2 separate regions of the Mus musculus genome follow, and region 1 is linked to region 2. The links are chromatin contacts, called in public promoter capture Hi-C maps. All regions are on one chromosome and are shown on one strand. Each heading gives the region's core, a stretch centred on a gene start, on an enhancer-like site or on the middle of the called end of the contact. The rest is flanking DNA. Distances are from core to core; before and after follow the strand shown.

Region 1 (3,583 bases), core at 945-3,444, 600 kb after region 2:
CAACCACATGATATCCTCGTCTGGCCTCTCAGGCACCAGGCACAGCATGCAAGTGGTGGACAGACATACATGCAGGCAATTCACCTATACATTTAAAATTTTAAAAAATAAATAAATTTTTAAAAAAGTATACCGTTAAAATATTTTGCTGGGTGGTAGTGCTGCACACCTTTAACCTCAGCACTCGGGAGGCAGAGGCAGGCAGTAAGTTGGAGGCCACCCTGGTCTACAGAGGTTCCAGGACAGCCAGGGCTACAGAGAAAAATTGTCTTGAAACAACAACAAAAAAGGTGAACCACTTGGCATAGGTGGCACAGGCCTGAAATTCTATCACCTACGAGGCTGAGACAGGATGGTGCCAACTTAGTCTCTACCTCAGAGAAACAGGCATGCACACACACAGCTTAAAAGCTGGGCATGATGATGCACGCCTTCGATCCCAGCACTTAGGCAGAGAAGTAGACAGATCAGAGTTTAAAGCCTGCCTAGTGTGCATAGAGAGTTCAAGGACAGCCAGGGCTACGGGGAGAGAGAGCTGTCTCGAAAACAACAAACTACAGAGTAAAACCATCCAGGTGTGGGCAGGGCCTTTCTCTTGCCCTGTTGATTTGGGGTTTTTTTTGGTTTTTTGGAGACAGGGTTTCTCTGTATAGCCCTGGCCGTCCTGGAACTCACTTTGTAGACCAGGATGGCCTCGAACTCAGAAATCTGCCTGCCTCTGCCTCCCGAGTGCTGGGATTAAAGACCACCTGGCTGTAAGCACAGGTCAAGAGAGGCTTCGCCTCCTGGATCCTTTCCTCTTTCTTTGGAGTAACTCACTATAGGATTAAGGTAGCGATGACTGGAAACTTAGCACCTTTTGTGCAGTTCTGAGGTTTTTGTTTGTTTGGTTTGGTCTTTCTTTATTGGGTAAGAATCAGGCTATAGCCCAGACTAGCTTGGAATTCACTGTATAGGACAAGTTGGCCTTGCTTCATTTGCCTCTGTGCTGGGATTAGATGTGAGCAAGCCAATTTGGCTAATTCCTGGAAATTCACATTAGGTCATTGTTTCTCAAACTTGTAGGTCGTGACCCCTTTGAAAGTTGAATGACTCTTTCACAGGGGTTACCTAAGACTATTGGAAAACACAGATATTTACATTACTGTTCTTATCAGTAGCAAAAAAAATACGGTTATGAAGTAGTGACAATAATAACTTTACGGTTGGGGGTCATCACATGAGAAACTGCATTAAAAGGTCATAGCATGAGGAAGGTTGAGAATTTCTGTTTTAGGTTCTACCAGTTCTGTATGATTAAGGGGTCAAAATGGGGAAATCGGGTTCAGTTTATGTCTAATATAGGTACTTAAGAAGTACGGAGGGTAAAGGAATGTGCTAGGAACTACCAGCAAAGACCATCACATACTGTCTTTTCAGTACACCCTAAGAGAGCTGAAATGGACTAAGGTTCTCTGTGTTCAACTAGGTTCTCAATGTTTTAGCCAGCTAATGCACTGGACATACTCGGCCACTTCTGCAGGGAGCCGGCCCCAGCATGTCCACGAAAAGGTATCAGTCAGTAAGCTTAAAAAAAAAAACAAAAAACAAAACAAAAAAACCCTATTCATAGCCATAGGACATGAGATCTTGGTGAGGTTACGGAGGACCCGAGTTCGCACCTCCTCCCAAGCCCTAGTTCTCACTGCGACCCAGAACTACTGTCTGGTTTTCCGATCCAATTAAGGAAAAACTTCCTTCTCCTGCCCTCACACAGAAATCGGTGTGCTGAGAGTACCAAGTTAGGGTGGCAATCTGTCATCAGTTGTTTTAAAGAGAGGGAGACCTCCGTAGCGACGCTAGGAATTTTAAACACTGGGGCTGGGGACGGTAAGAGACACAAAAGCAGACCCGGAGTCCCATTACGCGACACCCGGGATCACGCTGCGCGCCTGCAGCTAGGGTTGCGGAGCTGGACAGCGACTGCAGGAGGAAGGTGGGCCCAGAACCCCGGCGGGCCGCGGACGTGTGAACACCAACCCCCTTCCCCGGAGACCACAACTTCCACCTCACCGCGAGTCCGGGAGATGGCCCCACTCACCCTGGGGACAGGGACGTAAGACTTAGGGGGCCGGACACGAAACAGGTCCTGTTGGACCCTGTTACAGACCCACACAACGGAGAACAGAACAAAGAACGGAAACTGCCCCTCCCCATATCGTTTCCGGGTCGTCCTTTCTCACCACCCAGGACAACAAATGCCCACTTGCTCTCTCTAGGAAAATGGGAGGTCTTCATCTCTCGATGGTACGCTGATGGTGCTGTTCTCGATGGTGCTGGGAAACAAGGGCACCAGACTGCGCCACTTGCTGGCCAGGTTGGGAAGGGACGATGCGTAAGCTGAAGAAGTTGGAGGTCCAGGAAATTCAGGGCACAAGTTCTAGTGGCTCTGAGAGAGAGAGTACACCATCACCTCCATAGCAAGAGAGAGAGTACACCATCACCTCCATAGCAAATATATGAAACTTGAAGAATCCTTTAATATAAATGTGCACCATTGGCTGGTCGTGATGGCGCACGCCTTTAATCCCAGCGCTGGGGAAGCACAGTCAGGCAGATCTCTGTGAGGCCAGCCTGGCCTATGATACAAAACAAAACAAACAAACAAAAAAATAAATAAATAAAAGTGCACCATGGGTTTTGGTTTTTGTTTTGTTTTTCTGGTTTTTTTTTTTTTAAGATTTATTTTATTTATTATATGTAAGTACACTGTAGCTGTCTTCAGATACCAGAAGAGGGAGTCAGGTCTTGTTACAGATGGTTTTGAGCCACCATGTGGTTGCTGGGATTTGAACACAGGACCTCCGGAAGAGCAGTCAGTGCTCTTAACCACTGAGCCATGTCTCCAGCCCCCGTTTTTGTTTTTTTTTTTTTTTTGTTTTTTTGTTTTTTTTTTTTTACTCATCAATTTTTCTTTAATTATTTTGAACATTCTCACTAATTAAGAAAATATTTTATTTCAAAACTTCTTATAGTAGAAAAAAGGATTACCTTTTTAACATGATTTCTCCACTGCTTGATAAGTATAATAGTTATATTTTTAAAATTTGGAATTTATGTTGGTGCTAATGATATTATATCCAAAATAGCACCATGGGTTTTTTTTTAAAGCACTCAGCACTCAGTTTTTAAAAGATTTATTTTAACCAGGCAGTGGTGGTGCACGCCTTTAATCCCAGCACTTGGGAGACAGAGGCAGGTAGATTTCTGAGTTCGAGGCCAGGCTGGTCACAGAGTGAGTTCCAGACAGCCAGGGCTACATAGAGAAACCCTGTCTCAAAAAAAGCAAGACAAAAAATTATTTTAATAGATTTAATATTTATTTGAAGATTTAGTATTTTAATGAGTGTTTTTCTCCTGCATACACACACACATACACACACACCTGATTCAGATATAGGTCAGATGAAGCCATCACATCTTCTGGAACTGGAGTTACGGTAATGAGTGGCCATATGAGTGCATGGAATCTGGGTCCTCTGGAAGAGCAGCCAGTACTTTTTTTTTTTTTAAAGATTTACTTATTATTATTATTATATCTAAG
Region 2 (3,539 bases), core at 668-3,167:
ACACAAGTGTTCAGTTGCACGAACACATATATGTATGTGTGTATCAAGGACAGAGCTCAATGTCAAGTGTCTTTCCCAGTCATTCTTTACCTTATTTTTTGAGACAGGGTCTCTCACTGATCCCAGAGCACATGGTTTCTGTGCGACTGGGCAGCCAGCAAGCCCCAGGGATCCTCCTGTCTCTACCTCCCCCACCCTGCAGGTACCAGCTGCCACACTTGGACTTTACAGGAGAGCCTGGGCTCCAAACGAAGGTCCTTGTGCTTTCCCAGTTAGGCATCTCTTCCACATCTCTTTTCCCTACTGTAGTTATTGAGACAAGTTCTCTCTAAGTCCTGTGTAGCACAGACCACTTCAAACTTACTATCCTGCCATAGCCTTCAAAATGCTGGAAAGACAGTGTTTGCCACTACACTCAGCAAAGAACAGGACTTCCTGGTGACTGACTTTAGACCACAGGTGTCTGTGTAGAGACATGGATCAAGAAGGCTAGCTAGAATGCTGAGAGCAGGAGAAATAATCTTCCCCAGGGAAGAACAAATCAGTACAAAACGGTCATCCCTGAAATCTCACGGCTGGAAAGGTGGCTCAGTGGTTAAGAGCACTGGCTGCTCTCTTCCGGAGGCTTTGGGTTCGATTCCCAAAACACATGGTGGCTCACAACCATCTGTAATGAGATTCGATGCCCTCTTCTGGTGTGTCCGAAGACAAACAGCGACAGTGTGCTCGTGTACATAAAATAAATAAATCTTTAAGTATATATACATATATATTATAATCTCAAAATTTAGAAATAGTAAAAAAGAAGGCTTGCTAGGTTAGCCAGGTGACTATATGTTAGCCATGAGCACTCACATGTTTATTATATGTTATGTACAAAGTCAAGAAGGAAAAATGGCCATCAGAAAGATGAAGGAAAGGGGCTGGAGATGCGGTTCATGTCTAACATGCTGAAGGCCTGGGTTCCATCCCCTGACCCTCATAAACTGGGGTGTTGGCATAGGCTTTGTAATCTTAGTACCCAGGAAGTGAAGGTAAAGAGACCACAAGTTCAAAGCCATCCTCATATATATATTAGTTTGAGTTTGGGCTACATGAGACCCTGTCTTAAATAAAAGAAAAGCCAGTTGTGGGCTGGGCAGTGGTGGCGCACGCTTTTAGTCCCAGCACTTGGGAGGCAGAGGCAGGCAGATTTCTAAGTTCGAGGCCAGCCTAGTCTACAGAGTGATTACCAGGACAGCCAGGACTACACAGAGAAACCCTGTCTCGAAAAAAAGAAAGAAAAGAAAGAAAGAAAGAAGGAAGGAAGGAAGGAAGGAAGGAAGGAAGGAAGGAAGGAAGGAAGGAAGGAAGAAAAAGGAAAATCTAGTCGTGTGCTGTACTGGAGGCAGCGGCATGGAAATCTCTCTGAGTTTGAGACCATTCTGGTCAAATAAATAAATAAATAAATAAGCCCAGAGACAAAGGTAAAAAGACACAGGAAGAGATGGAGAGGCATACTCCTCTGGTCCCTCAGTCTTCTCATCTCCTCATTTCTGTGATTGCATTTAGACTGAATGCGGTAGACTCTGGCTCAGGAGTCTGAGGATGGACATCTCTGGTTGAGAGGAGACCCCTCCCTCACCTACGTAAAAATATGAATAAATAAAAAAGACCAAGAAACGAGGGTCCCATGTCATCAGAAGGTCCCATTCCATCCGTTGCCCTGTGGAGTCCTCGTCTCCATCTCTTTCCTCTTTTCTCTGTGTCCATAGTCTTTGCAATTGGACCCTCGCCTCCTCCCAACCTCGGAATGAAGAAGCGGCTGTACCTTTAAAGCAGCGGCCCCCAGCCGGGTTATTGTCTCGCTTCATAACCAATCGGCCGCGCCGTTGGGGGCAGGGGATCCAGTGTTCTGATTGGCCGCCGCTGCGCCCCGCCCCGCCCGGGATCCCGGGAGCTGTCCGGCCGCCTCGGTGCTGATCCCGCCGCCGCCCACGGGCCGCGAGCAGCGTAGAGAGGGCACTATGAGCGGGGGCGTCTACGGCGGAGGTGAGCCGGCCTGGGGCACTGGGCTCTCGGCCTGGTCTACAGCCCTGCATCCCGAACCCGCGCGTCCCAAGCCCTGAGCATCCCTGGGCCTGTCACCTCCGTACTGCATCAGGTCCAGTCTGAGGTTTGGGTCTCCCACTACTTCTGCTTTCCATTCTCTTGGGGTTCCCAAGTGTACACTGCCTCTCGGGCCCTGGACCTTTCTTTTCCCTGCCAGGCCGCTAGGCAAGAGGGAACTCTGGTGGCTTTGACCCTCTACTTCCAGAACGCCCTGAAGTCCAGGTGGATCTCCCACCCACTCCCCGCTGAAGTTTAAACTGTGGCTATAACCCCAGAATCCTCTCCAAGCTATATAGGGAGACAGTTTGGGAGAGGTCTCCTCACAAGCCTGTCTCCTTGCACAGATGAGGTGGGGGCGCTCGTCTTTGACATTGGCTCTTTCTCAGTCCGAGCTGGGTACGCTGGGGAGGACTGCCCCAAGGTGAGCCTTCCAGTCCCCTCCCCAAATCCCAGGGGCTCGGACACCCTCTGCCAGGCGGGTCGGCCTATGAACAAATGCGCACAGGTCAATTCAAGTAGCTCACCTGAGTGGAGACAGGGGAAGGACCCCGGGGGTGGCTGAGGGCCTTGAGTGCAATTGAACCAGGGACTAGCAGGGATGATCCAGCTGGGCAGGGTAGTGCGTTCCTTTAAATCCCATCACTCTGGACGCAGAGACATGCAGATCTCTGTAAGTTCAAGTCCAGCCTGGTCTACAGCGACAGTTCCAGGCCAGCCAGAGGTTCACAGTGAGAGCCTGTCTCCAAAAAAGAAGGGAATAATCTAGCTCCCTGCTCATGTTCCTTGTAACCAGGCTGACTTCCCCACCACTGTGGGGCTGCTGGCCGCAGAAGAGGGGGGCGGGCTGGAGCTGGAGGGGGAGAAAGAGAAGAAAGGGAAGATTTTCCACATCGACACCAATGCCCTGCACGTGCCTCGGGATGGAGCGGAGGTCATGTCGCCCCTCAAGAATGGCATGAGTAAGGGACCCTCACCCACTACTTTCTGAAACAGACTGGGAGCCCCACGCCCAGTGTGTGGCTGCCGATCTCCATACCCACAGAACCTTGCTTGCTGCTGCCCAAGTCCCAAGGGTCTCACTGTTCCCTACAACTGCTGGGATTTCAGACCAGTTCCCCTAGAATTCTGGAACTTAAGGGGGGTGGTGCTTGTAAGCAGAAGTTGGACTCACCTACCTTCAGACTTGGCCTCCCTCCTTCCTTTACTTCCTGTCTCTGATCCTTGCCTTCCTTCCCACCTTCCCATCTATCTCTCCACGCTGGTCCTCTGTCCCTAGTTGAGGACTGGGAGTGCTTCCGAGCCATCCTGGATCATACCTACAGCAAACATGTCAAGTCCGAGCCAAACCTGCACCCAGTACTCATGTCGGAGGCTCCGGTGAGTGCCTCATCCAGACCCACGTCCAGCCCTGAGTCCCTGGAGACACATCCTTTCTGCCATCACCTCTA

Evidence for each region. Promoter capture Hi-C pulls out the DNA fragments that hold promoters and counts their contacts.
Region 1: a promoter capture Hi-C map of embryonic stem cells shows a contact between it and region 2. The contact joins the promoter of Zfp113 here to the promoter of Actl6b in region 2. A contact is called at or near these places in 4 of 39 promoter capture datasets (3T3-L1-derived adipocytes, embryonic stem cells, hippocampal neurons and 1 more).

The regions. Positions count from the first base shown.
Region 1 is chr5:138,153,550-138,157,132 of GRCm38.p6, forward strand. It overlaps Zfp113 (zinc finger protein 113), which reads right to left and starts at 2,195. Exons shown (of 5, transcript NM_019747.4): 1 at 2,081-2,195.
Region 2 is chr5:137,551,629-137,555,167 of GRCm38.p6, forward strand. It overlaps Actl6b (actin-like 6B), which reads left to right and starts at 1,918. Exons shown (of 14, transcript NM_031404.5): 1 at 1,918-2,031; 2 at 2,436-2,512; 3 at 2,885-3,050; 4 at 3,368-3,468. The coding sequence starts at 2,007.